Regions from separate parts of the Mus musculus genome. Here regions 2 and 3 are each linked to region 1. The links are chromatin contacts, called in public ChIA-PET and HiChIP or PLAC-seq maps. All regions are on one chromosome and are shown on one strand. Each heading gives the region's core, a stretch centred on a gene start, on an enhancer-like site or on the middle of the called end of the contact. The rest is flanking DNA. Distances are from core to core; before and after follow the strand shown.

The links. ChIA-PET counts read pairs in DNA pulled down with a chosen protein or histone mark. HiChIP or PLAC-seq counts read pairs in DNA pulled down with a chosen protein or histone mark.
Region 2: a contact with region 1 is called in an RNA polymerase II ChIA-PET map of memory CD8 T cells, with 34 read pairs. The contact joins the promoter of Gale here to the promoter of Ifnlr1 in region 1. A contact is called at or near these places in 3 of 484 Hi-C or Micro-C datasets (Th1 cells and embryonic stem cells), 1 of 115 datasets of contacts at active chromatin or transcription factors (memory CD8 T cells) and 1 of 9 other capture datasets (pancreatic islet).
Region 3: an HNF4G HiChIP or PLAC-seq map of pancreatic cancer cells shows a contact between it and region 1. The contact joins the promoter of Pithd1 here to the promoter of Ifnlr1 in region 1. A contact is called at or near these places in 2 of 115 datasets of contacts at active chromatin or transcription factors (embryonic stem cells and pancreatic cancer cells) and 2 of 9 other capture datasets (adipose tissue and pancreatic islet).

Annotation. Positions count from the first base shown.
Region 1 is chr4:135,684,328-135,688,066 of GRCm38.p6, reverse strand. It overlaps Ifnlr1 (interferon lambda receptor 1), which reads right to left and starts at 1,610. Exons shown (of 7, transcript NM_174851.3): 1 at 1,468-1,610. The coding sequence starts at 1,525.
Region 2 is chr4:135,961,937-135,966,087 of GRCm38.p6, reverse strand. It overlaps Gale (galactose-4-epimerase, UDP), which reads right to left and starts at 2,363. Exons shown (of 11, transcript NM_001356493.1): 1 at 2,300-2,363; 2 at 632-754; 3 at 407-522; 4 at 1-85. The coding sequence starts at 749. Hmgcl (3-hydroxy-3-methylglutaryl-Coenzyme A lyase) reads right to left here. Exons shown (of 9, transcript NM_008254.3): 9 at 3,420-3,979. The coding sequence ends at 3,878.
Region 3 is chr4:135,984,699-135,988,757 of GRCm38.p6, reverse strand. It overlaps Pithd1 (PITH (C-terminal proteasome-interacting domain of thioredoxin-like) domain containing 1), which reads left to right and starts at 1,514. Exons shown (of 6, transcript NM_025411.4): 1 at 1,514-1,820; 2 at 2,323-2,366; 3 at 2,740-2,817. The coding sequence starts at 1,623.

The DNA.
Region 1 (3,739 bases), core at 361-2,860:
AGGAACAACCACACCCGACCAGCTTTAACCCATGCTTCCTATCTTCCTCTGTGTACCAGGGAACAGAAGGAAATGGCTTCATCTTCTGCCCCACGGGAGCTCATGGTCACAGGGAGAATTCAGTCACGTGGGTCACCATGGAGACCCATACATTTTTTTTTTTTTTTTTAGGCACCAGGCAAGGTAAGCCCAAGTCTACATGATTCTCTCAGCTCAAGCTCACGCCAGGGCTGCCCCCTCATTTTTGACCCCAGATGTGGGTGTCTTTTTCTCTCCTGTCCTGTGCCCTGAAGGTGCATAATTGAGACACCGCAGTTAAACCCAGCTTCCAGTTTGTCTAGCAAGAGGCCACTCTGTATGTAAGCCCCTTAGTTTTAAGCCATCCGTGAGCCATCCATGAGCAGGACAGGCCCAAAGTTTGAGCTTGGCCACATGGGGAAAGTCACAGTTCAGAGTTGCCACACTTCACAGAGTCTTCAAGGGTTCCAGGGACTGGTATAGCACTGTATAAAATGTCATTCAGTCCTCAGGACAGACTACCCCTTGGGGCAAGGTGTTACCCACAGCCATCATCAAAGAGACACGGCTCAGAGATCAATGTTAACTAAACCAGTTTGTGTCAGGGATGGAACATAATCCCGTGTCCCCCAAGACCCTCGTTAACTCAAAAACACTGCTACAGAGCTGTGAGCTCGCTCAGGGCAGGGGCAGCACTGGTCATGGGCAAACCTAGGGCTCAGCCTTATTCCTCTGCCCTGTGTGTGCCCCTCTGGGGTACTTCTAAAGCAACCTATGAAGTGCTCTGAGCCTCAGTTTCCCTCACTTAAAAATGATGACTGTCTACCACTTAGAGCAGCTGGGTTGAAAACCTTAAGGAGAACACAGTGGCCAGGACAAAGAAGCAACCAAAAATAATATGAACGTTTATGATTGTTTATCGGCTCTAAGAACCCTTCCTGCTCCTTTGACTGCGTCTAGGACTCTGAAGTATGCCCATGGCTTCCTCCCTGGGGAAGTTGATGAGTGGAAAATTGGGGTTCGGTGCTTGGGTCCTGGCCTCGGGTATTCTGTGCCCCGCTGTCTTACCAGATGAAAGACAAAGAGAGAAAATGCCCCGTTAAAGAGTCTCCTAGCAGGGACCAGATCAACCAGAGCTGGATCCCGGCAGCTCCTGTATGTCCCCTATTAAAAGTGTCAATCAGGTATGCACTCTGGGATTCGGTCAACAAATACAGTCAACGCTTTCCGGTGTCTGTGCCTGGAACTCCCGGCCCTGCCTGGAATAAGGAAACCGGGATCCTTTCGTCCAGAAAAGGCCGTCCAAGCTCAGGATTGTTTCACTCTGGGACCAAGCAAACCCGCGGCAAGTGTACAGAATCCCTGAGGCCCAGCACCAAGTCCCCTCTCGGGACCTCGGGTGGGTGGCACATCTTCGCGGTCCCCGCGGTCCCCGCGGTCCGTACTTACCTAGGGCGCTCTGCAACAGGAACAGGAGTAGGGGCGCCCACCGGTCGGCCCGCCACATTTCGGTCCCTGGGGTCCCCGCCGCCCGCCGCAAGGCCCCTGGGCGGCAGGTGACAAGGGCGGCGGCCCAGGGAGGAGGAGCCTCCGGCGGTGCCACCGGTGGGGATTCACCTAGGGCTGCCCCGCGTCGCCTGCCGTGGGTGGGGGCGGGGCTCTCAGTAACATTTTTTAAAAATCAGACAAGAAATCCAGTTCTGGGGTTCCGTTGAGGAGTAAATAGCACCTAGGGTAGAGTTCGAGGAGACTGGCAAGACTCCCGTTTTGCAGGCGGAGCGGGGGATGGCACCCAGCCTGTCTTGCGAGTTTCTTACTGAGTTTCTGCAGGAATTCCCGGCAGGCTTGTTACTCCCCGCCTACATCGCGGTAAAAGCTTGGAGGAGGCTGTCCTAAGCTGCAACGCGGTCTGTGTCGCTACTAACCAGAAAGGACATCGCTTCAGGCTTTGTTTTCTATCCTGGAGCAGGGGACACTTCATTCCACCACACAAACCATTCTAACTAGCCAAGTGGGAAACGCTGGTTTTGTAAACAGAAGGGCCGAAACCAGAAACCTGCGAAACCACGGAAGGGGAAGCGGGATCTTTCTAAATTACTCTCCTTATAGGTAGAGTCGGGACAAGGCTAGGACAACAACGTGTGTGTGTGTGTGTGTGTGTGTGTGTGTGTGTGTGTGTGTGTGTCCTTTTGTGTGTAAGGATTAAGGGTTATGGACTTCATCTTCTGCATTTTGCCTGCACGGAGTGCGAATGGGGAGTTGGGGTGGATACCACATAGGTACATTGATATCTCTATGGAATTGTTGCAGAATACATACAAGATAGAAAAAGAACAAAAGCTGGACTTTTGGAAAGCAGGCCATTAGCTCAGGTTTCTCTTGATCTCCTGGGGGATTCAATAGACAGCTTAGTTTCTGTCTGGGGACCCAACTTTAACTCGAGTTATTTTGATTTGATTTTTTTTTTAAACTCTGCTCTGTTCAGGCCCAGCACAACAAGAGGTGTCTGGGATTTTTTAAACTACATTCGAGAAGCACAAAAACACATCCTAAAATTATGAGCTTTTTAAGGTACACACCTGCAATCCCAGCCCTGGGTTGATAGAGGTTGGGGGACCAGGAGTTCAAGGTTAACCTTGGCTATGTAAGAAATCAATCATTATGATCCATTTTCAGTATAAGGTGTGTTTAGGGCTCGTCAGAGATGGTGGAGGGGCTCTAGGCCCCTTTTTCCTCTGCCTAGCAGCTGGTGTCTGCTTCTCTAGGTATTGTCAGTGTGTTCTAGGGTTGAAAGTTACAGGTAGTCTGCCCGCCTGTAAGCTCACATATCAGAAAAGGAAAGGTTTGTGTCCTGTACCATTTAGATAAGGAATTCCGGAAGGGGACAATACTAGACAGCAGGTAGATTTTAGCTCCCTGAAGAATTCAGCCAATGGGAACCAAAGAGAGCCGAGAAATGAGATTAGGGGCATAAAAACCATTTTTGTGTCACATTTGGTGCCCCAAACATGTTTGCCTTTTCTCTGGGCTGACTCTACTTTGCAAGTTCTCAACACAAACTGATTCTCTGCTGGGGCTCCAGGACCCTTATTCTGAAATGAAGACCAAACGAATTCGGAGTCCCAGGACTCTTATTTTGAAGTGAAGACCACTGCTTCTCAGCTTTATAGGGATTCAGTTGAGGCTAGCCTGATCTACTCAAGACTTTGTTTCAATTAAAACAAAAGGAGCAAAAAGCTGGATAAAGCTATGTCTTCCTAGACATCATAGAGAGAAATATCTAGACATCTCCCTCTACAGTAATGGCCATTATTTTGGAGTAAAGAGGATTTTTTTCTTTACATTTTTTTTCCCCAAGTAATGACTGTTTCTTATGAGCAGGTTAATGGTGAAGTAAACAAAAGGCTAATTATAGAGACAAGAAGCGCAGCTAATTCCTTTCTTGTTATCTACTGCACTGTGCTCAGGTTCACGGCTGTATTCAACTTACATCACTCTCACGTGCTCCCTTGCTACTCAGAAAAACAAATCTGGCTTTTGCTTGCTCTTCCACAGAAACTCAAAACACTATCCCGGAGATGAGGACTCTAAAGACAGTAGTGAACTATTTCACTCAAAAGGCAATGCTAATTTATTGATTTCTACCTATTTTTTTAATTCTCTCATATATTACATTCCCTGACAATGTTTCCATCTCCCCCTTTCCGCCCAGTCCCTCCCT
Region 2 (4,151 bases), core at 1,114-3,613, 280 kb before region 1:
TAACTCTATAGTAGTCCAGAGGCTTCTGCACTGACTCGCCCACAGCCTTGAGGCCAGCAAAGTGGATGACGGCCTTAAAGCTGTGCTGCAGGGGGAAAGCCAGGGTCAGAGGATGCTGTGCCTGCATCCTTGGCGATGCTCCTCCTACCTGCCACGCTGGCCCCAAACTCACAAAGACTCCCAAGTGCTTGGTTTAAAGGCATGCTCTAAATGCCCCAGCTAGCACCTAGCTTCTTTTTTAAAAATGTACTTATTATTATATGTAAGTACACTGTAGCTGTCTTCAGATGCACCAGAAGAGGGCATTGTGAGCCACCATGTGGTGGCTGAGATTTGAACTCAGGACCTTCAGAAGAGCAGTCAGTGCTCTTACCCGCTGAGCCATCTCTCCAGCCCCAGTACATACCTTCTTAAAGAGGTGCTGTAGGGCTGCCTGGTCCAAGATGTCCATCTCCTCAAACTCCACAGAGCGGCCTGTCAACTCCTGGACCCGGCGCAGGCTCTCAGGCATGGAGTCTTCTCCTGGTGGTGGTGGTGGTGGTGGGGCACACGGTGTTCAATATTAGAGAATGGGGTCCTGTACCCAACCCCTCTAGAAACTGTTCACTGATTCGTACCCAGCTTCACTCACCACGAATGGCGTTATGGAAGTTGTCAATGACCACAGGTGAGTAGCCTGCCTCCAGCAGCTCCAATACCGTGTGGCTGCCGATGTAGCCAGCCCCACCTGTGACCAGCACCTTTTCCATGGCGCCTGCTTAGAAGACAGAGTTTCAGAGGTGGCCGAGGCTTCCTGCTCAGGGCCTCACTCCAACTGGATGCTCGACCCCTACCTTCATCTTGGAGGATGTAGGGGTGAGCCCTAGTTTAAGGAGAGGTTCCAGAATCAGCCCTGGGTCTAACTAGCTAACTACCAGTTTCTGGCTGTAGGGGCTGACGTTTTGAACTCTCTCTAGGGCACAGTTTTCACCTCTAGAACTAATTATTGTACACACCCCATGTATTAGGAGGGCCCAATGAAGCAGTTTAAAGGTCTGCCACCTGCATATGTAGGACATCAGACACACCATGCTGTCTAGTTCCTGTTGACAGAGGGTGGGAAGATGGGCCTTTTGAAGACCCACCCTTCCTGCCTCCATGTCTGGAGTATGGACAGTCTCGGGCAGAAGAACATCGCTTAAGAATGGGAGGCTAGGATACAGAAAAAGGGACCTGTCCCTGTAAACTGACACCTTTTCCCCGGAGCAAAAGGTTCCTGGGTTTGATGACTAACATCTAGTGCTCCAACAACCCTTCCCCTGGAAGGTCAGTTGGGAGGAAGCAGTAAGAACGCCAAATGGCCTCAAGGGTGGGGTCCTTAGCCAGGAAGGCTGTGCCCAGCTCAGAGGCTGCAGTGCCAACAGCCCTGGAGTGGGTAGGGCTTCACCCCACCCTGGGGCAGCCAATAGCTCAGCTTTGGCCCAGCTGACTTGGAGCCACAGATCCCGCCCAAGGAGGGCAGCACCAAGTGAGCCGGTGTCGACGTGGATTTGGCTCGCTCTCCGCTGCCAGGTGTGCATCCCCACCCTGAGCAAACTGCTGGGCGGACAGAGAGGCAGTCCACACAGTGAGGCCTTTCATTTTCACGACCTGGCTCGCTGCCGTCTTTCTCCGAGCTGCCTCAAGTTTCTGCTGGGGTTATTCTGCTGCAGCCCACTGGACGGGGCGTCCAGTGCGACCCAGAATCACTACCCCGCACTTGTGCGTTATTTTCCCAACATCTGGATGTGGCAGGTGTTTCTACCAGCCCTGGGTACTAGGGTCTGAGCCCAGAGGCAGTCGGCCTGGGGTCACACAGCAATAAGAACTGACTAAGGGGGATCCCCGAGACTATGCCCCGCGACTCCCTGCAGCTCCCGCATTGCGCGAAGACGCGGGGAGGCGGTCGCTGAGGGGACTCTGGTGGCAGAAAGGCTGCTCTGAGGTCGCTCCGCTCCGGACTAGGGGATGACCTTGGTCAGCGGTCCCCTCCTCAGTTTTCCCTGTCTGTACAAGGCAGGAGAGCGGATGCTGGGTCTCAGCAGCCTGGGCGAGGCGGAGCTTAGCTCTGGACTTCGGGTCTGGGCTGGGAGCAGGAGCGGGGAGCCGAGCCCCGAATGAATGGGCTCGGGTGGCCCCCGCTACGGTTGCGGAAAACGCGAGCAGAAGGGGTGAGCCTGGCCCTGTTCCGAACACGAACCGACCCTCTTGGAACCTCCTCGCTCCCCACCAAGCATTGGCCCTTCCGAGCTCACTAAGCCCTTCATTCTACCGGCCGAACCTGCGGAAGCTCCAGCGCTGACTCCAGGCACCGCCTCCCGCGACCAGCGCCGCGGCCCCTTTAAGACCTGACAGCCCAGCCCGACCCCGCCCCTCCACGCCCTCCAGGAAACGTGTGTACTGGGTTACTGCCTGGACGGCAACCCTGGAGGGACAAATGGTCTGCACAGGCTTTAAACGCCTGCGCAGTGCGCTTCCATCGAGGGCGGAAATGAGGGGTGCGGACGCCATCCGGTTACCGGCGGGCTGTTGAGGAGAAACAAGGTCGGGACTGGGCCCTTTCTAGTCCCTCCACTCAGAGCCACTGTTTGTGTCAAACCCTTGGTCGGGCAGCTCCAGTTGGAGGACATGGCTGGCCCGGGCTGCGTCCAAGTTCACGTGGGAAGAAACCCGCGATGGCGAAGGAACCTTGACATTCACAGTAGCAATTGCTGTGCCCATCGCTGAGCCGCTGCCTCCCTCCCCCAAAGCTGTGTTTGCGCACCTGCCCCCGTATAGGGACTCAAGACACTTTTGTCTCGGTTTAAGATACAAAGCGGGACCGGGCGGTGGTGGCACACGCCTTTAATCCCAGCATTCGGGAGGCTGCTCCTGCAGAGGCCCCGAGTCCTGTTTCTGGCACCCACATACCTACCGCCTCTCATTACATAGGATGCCATGCCCGCTTCTGACCTCCGTTGCACATACCATACATAGCTGGCATTCTCTCACAAATACATAAATGAAGCTAAATCTTTCCTGGTAGTACAGGTCTTCAGGCCCAGCAGAATTTCAGTGAGTTTATGAAAAGGGAAGCTGAAGATAGCTAGCGCGTGAATAAATAATAATAATAATAATAATAATAATACTGTCAAGTTGACCATTGTGGAAGTTTGTTATCTCACTGGAAGCAGATACAGATGGATCCCTGGGGTTCACTGGCCAGCCAGCCTAGTCTCCTTAGCTAGTTCCAGACCAGTAAGAGATCTATCTTCCTGATCTATCTTCCTGCTCTGGAAACAGGCACGTTCTCAGAAGCGAGTCCTAGGGTGTTCCCCACAGCAATGATTTCCAGTCAGTGGTCTGGGGGCTTGGGTGTGGCGATGGAAGAGATCCAAAGATGAACCAGCCACAAAACCTTCCCTCTTCCCTCAGAGCAATTTTACTCCTCCACCCATAAACACACGTTTGAATGTTATATTAGAAAATTAAACCTTTAATTACATAAGCTGTTTTCAAAAAAATCACACACAGAGTGGAGATTTCGTTGGCAGATGACCACAGATGCAGATCAACCCCCACCATTCCAGCAAATGCTCTGCTGGCATAAGGGGAAACTGCTCTCTGTCCTCAGAGGTAGAACAAAGGCCCTGCGGCGGTGGACATCAGCTCTGTTGGCAGGCAGACTCACCCAGGGCCATCCCAAGCAAGTGCTTAGGCACAGCTCTGGGGAGCTGGCCCAGGCCAGGCAGCTCTAGCCCTTATCATCAGGGACAGGGACCTCTGTGATGCCGGCTCATTTGCTCTCATTCCATCTCTTCATCCAGGAATCATTGTATACACCCAATTCCCTCCGTTCTGGTTCAGGCGAACGAGGGTCTCAGAGCTTGCAGGTGGCCTGTGCCACTTTGGAACTAGTTTTTCTGTTAAGGGCTTGACAGATGAAGTCCCCAGCTTCTAGAAGTTTCTGGAGGTTCACACCCTTGAAGAAGTAAGGAATAAAGTAAGGCAAACAGACCATAGACAGCTGTTGACATGGGAAGGGGAAGATGACAGCAAACAGGCCCCTCCTGCAACAGTTGTGACCACTGTCTGGGGCTGTCTCCAGCAGGCGGTTTGTGGAAGGGACCTTATTAGTGGTGTCCCATCTCCAT
Region 3 (4,059 bases), core at 265-2,764, 300 kb before region 1:
TACATGTTGAGTTCTTCTTTTGCGGGGGGTGAGGGGGTGTTTCGAGACAGGGTTTCTCTGAATAGCCCGGGCTGTCCTAGAACTCACTTTGTAGATCAGGCTGGCCTCGAACTCAGTCTGCCTCCCGAGTGCTGGGATTAAAGGTGTGCTCCACTGTGCCCGGCTTCTTTTTTTTTTTTTTTTTTTTTTCCCTTAAGATTTATTTTATGTATATGAGTACACTGTAGCTGTCTTCAGACACACCAGAAGAGGGCATTGGATCCCATTACAGGTGGTTGTAAGCCACCATGTGGTTGCTGGGAATTGAACGCAGGACCTCTGGAAGAGCAGTCAGTGCTCTTAACCACTGAGCCATCTCTCCAGCCCACATGTTGAGTTCTTGAATCACATTCTTCCCTTACTATTCAGTGTGACTACTCAACAGATACTATCCTGCCCACGGAACAGAGAAAAATGACTCAGAATAGGAAAAGGTGATATTTTCCTAGTGTCACACCGTCAGGGACAGACCCAGCATTCTCACCCCAGGTCTGGTGGTGAGTATACCTTCTATCAAGAAGGTAGCTATGGGCTATGAAGATGACTCAGCGGCTAAGAGCATTTGCTGTGGAAACACAAGGACAGAGTTCAAATCTCCAGCAGTCACATAAAAGCCAAGCACAGGCCCAGCAGCAAGCCCAGCTTTGGAGGGTGGAGCCTAGAAGCTCGCTGACCATTTAGCCTAGTCTAAATGGTGAGCCTCGAGTCCGGTGAGAGACTGCATCAAAAAAATATGATGCTGCTGAGCAGGATGGCCCATGCCTTCAATCCCAACGCCCCGGAGGCGGAGGCAGATGGATTTCTGTTGCGTTTTATGCCAGTCTGATCTACACAGTGAGTTCCAGGCTCAGTAGATAGTTCCAGCCAAAACTAGGTAGTAAGACACTTTATTAAGGGAAAGAGCGCGATAAGCCACAGAAGACACCAAATAGATAGATAGATAGATAGACCCATGATAGATATATAATAAATGTAACTAATTAAATCTAACACCAGATTTGGTGGTGCGTGCCTTTAATCCCTGAATTTGGGATTTGGAGGCAGGAGGGTCAGGAGTTGAAGGTACATAGATCATCTGAGGTCAGCCTGGGGCACATGAGAAACTAGCTTAAAAATATGGAAGGAAAGGCGGAGAAAGGAGACAGAGAAGGAAAAGAGGCGGGAGAAAGTAGGGGGTAAACAGATGAGGTTAACAGGGCGTCAGGGGGAGAGAGGAGGCAAGCTTTGCTGTGCTGTCGGCCCCGCCTTATCCACCACGCCGGAGAAAGGTGGCCGCTAGGGAAGAAAGCGCACGCTTTGGCTCGGGAGGGGAGGATTCGCGTCCCTGCCACGCGTCCCCAGCCCTACAGTTTCCACGCTTGAACGGTACCACTGAGCGACACCGCCAGCGTCCAGCTCTGCTGGCGCAGGTCCACGTCAATCCCTCCCGGCCCCGCCCTCTGGGCCGCGCGCGCATGCGCCGCGCAGGGGCGCCTTTTACGACGCCTCGGTGGCGGCGCTTGGCGGTCGTCGCGGAGCCGAGTGAGCTCCGGGTGAGCGGCGGTGCCGAGGGAGTCACAGGCGAGCCGGCGGGCGGCGTCGCCATGTCGCACGGCCACAGCCACGGCGGGGGCGGCTGTCGCTGCGCCGCTGAGCGCGAGGAGCCGCCCGAGCAGCGCGGCCTGGCCTACGGGCTGTACCTGCGCATCGACCTGGAGCGACTGCAGTGCCTCAACGAGAGCCGCGAGGGCAGCGGCCGCGGCGTCTTCAAGCCGTGGGAGGAGCGGACCGACCGCTCCAAGGTGGGCGGCCCGGGAGCCCCGGGGCCTCGCAGGGTAGACAGACAGGGAAACTGAGGCCCAGAGGAGCAAGGTGGGCGCTTTACCTCCCTTCCGAGGCGGCGAGGGCATGTGAGGGAGGAGAGCAGAGAGGACTGCTGTCTCTTCCTCTGACCATTGGTCCAGATGGCTGTCCGATGGCCTCACCTGGCCTGGGGTCGCGATCCGTACTTCTAACCTGGAACCCAGACCCCTTTGAGAGCCATTTGAAGGTTCTCCAGAAGGGTACACAGAAGCACTGGTCTTTTGAGTTCGCAGCCTGGGAAACCCCCATTAGAATCCCTCTAAGAGGGGCCGTGGTGATTAGAATATGGAGACTGAGCAGCTCCCAGCTATGAGGACCTGGGCGCGGGTTGTTGGGACAGGTCCATTTGCATCGCGACTCAGTTTGTAGAACAGGGAGGCCAGATGCCTGAAATTGTAGTTTCTCAGCAGATATCTGTTGCTTCCTCCCCATGCACCGCAGTTTGTTGAAAGTGATGCGGACGAAGAGCTCCTGTTTAATATTCCGTAAGTATCTCCTTGGCTCTTGCCTCAGGCAAACTGGGCTGTACCCAGTTGTCTCTTCGGATGACTTCATTTGATGGCTATGTCAAGAGTGCACACCTGTGTCTAGAAATGGGGTAGATTTTCTTTGGTGGGTTTGAGAAAGTAAGTATAGGAGCTTGTGTGTGTGTGTGTGTGTGACTACACATGCATTTGTCGAATTATAATTGAGGTGATTACATTTCTTGGAGGTATGGAATGACAGGGTCTTTGAAAGGACTACAGGTGGCAGATGAGTCAGCTGAGCTAAAAGGGAAGGGTCTTGTCAGAGTCACATGGCTGCTGGTCCTCAGGGTTCAATCCCAGGTAGACAACCTTCTCTTTGGAATTCTGGCAGGTTTACGGGCAATGTCAAGCTGAAAGGCGTCATCATAATGGGCGAGGATGATGACTCGCACCCCTCGGAGATGAGACTGTGAGTAGTGAGGGCTTCGGCCCTCGGGAGACTCCCACCTAGCTTTTGCTGGTATATTTTATTCCAGGGATATGGAGATGGCTCAGTGGGTTAGAGGGCTTGCTGCATCAAGTATGGGGGATCAGAGTTCAACAACAGGTTGGCCTTGTTCTTAGTTACATTGAAATGCATGTAGTGCTTCTTGAATTAATTACATAAATAATTTAAGATGTATGTATATGTGTGTGTGTGTGTGTATATATATACACATATACATACACACACACACACATGCGCGCATGCGCCTTCATTTTTGTGACAGGATCTCTTGTTTTCTGAACTCCTACCTCCCAAGTTACAGATGGGTGCCACCATGACGTTCCTTTGAGACAGATTCTCCTTATGTAGACCAGGCTGTCCTGGAAGTCACAGAGATCTGCCTTCCTCTGTATTCTGAAAGCTACCCTACCCAGCTGACTTTTTTTGTGTGTTGTGTGGTGCTGGGGATAGAACACTAGGCCTTGTGAGTATGAGGTACCTGCTCTACCACTGAGCCTCATCCCCAGCCCGATGACTGTCTTGGTGTGAACATCCTTGGGGCCAGCTGCTTATCTCTTCCAAGTGCTGACATGGCACCATTCACTGAGAGAGTGCAAAGCTGAGGCCGGCTGGTGATGACTTTGCAGTTTCCTTAACCTAGCTGCAGGTCCCAAACGGTCTTTTTCTTTTTTAAAAATATTTACTTATTATTATACGTAAGTACACTGTAGCTGACTTCAGACACACCAGAAGAGGGCATTAGATCTCATTACGGATGGTTGTGAGTCACCATGTGGTTGCTAGGATTTGAACTCAGGACCTTCAGAAAAGCAGTCAGTGCTCTTACCCGCTGAGCCATCTCTCCAGCCCCCGAATGTTCTTTATGGCTCCTCTCACTGTACACAGTTCCCATCTTTACGCTGTTGTGCTGATGTGGAATTGCTCCATCCGCATCTGTGTGGCTGCAGCAAAGTTCCAGATCTGTTGTTGCCGCCATTGGTAATCCTCCCTTCTGGAGCGTTTGCCTGATTCTGAAAGAAGAGGAATCTGTTTTGTGAGTTCTGAGAAGATACTGAAAATTGTCAAGACAGGGCTAGGAGCATAGCTCAGTCACTAGCTTGCTTGCCTAGCAATCACAAGGACCTGCGCTGCACCTCAGGCCTCGGGTGAAAATGGTTATAGAGTGTGCTTCTGATAACCCCAGTGCTGGGAAACAGGAGACAG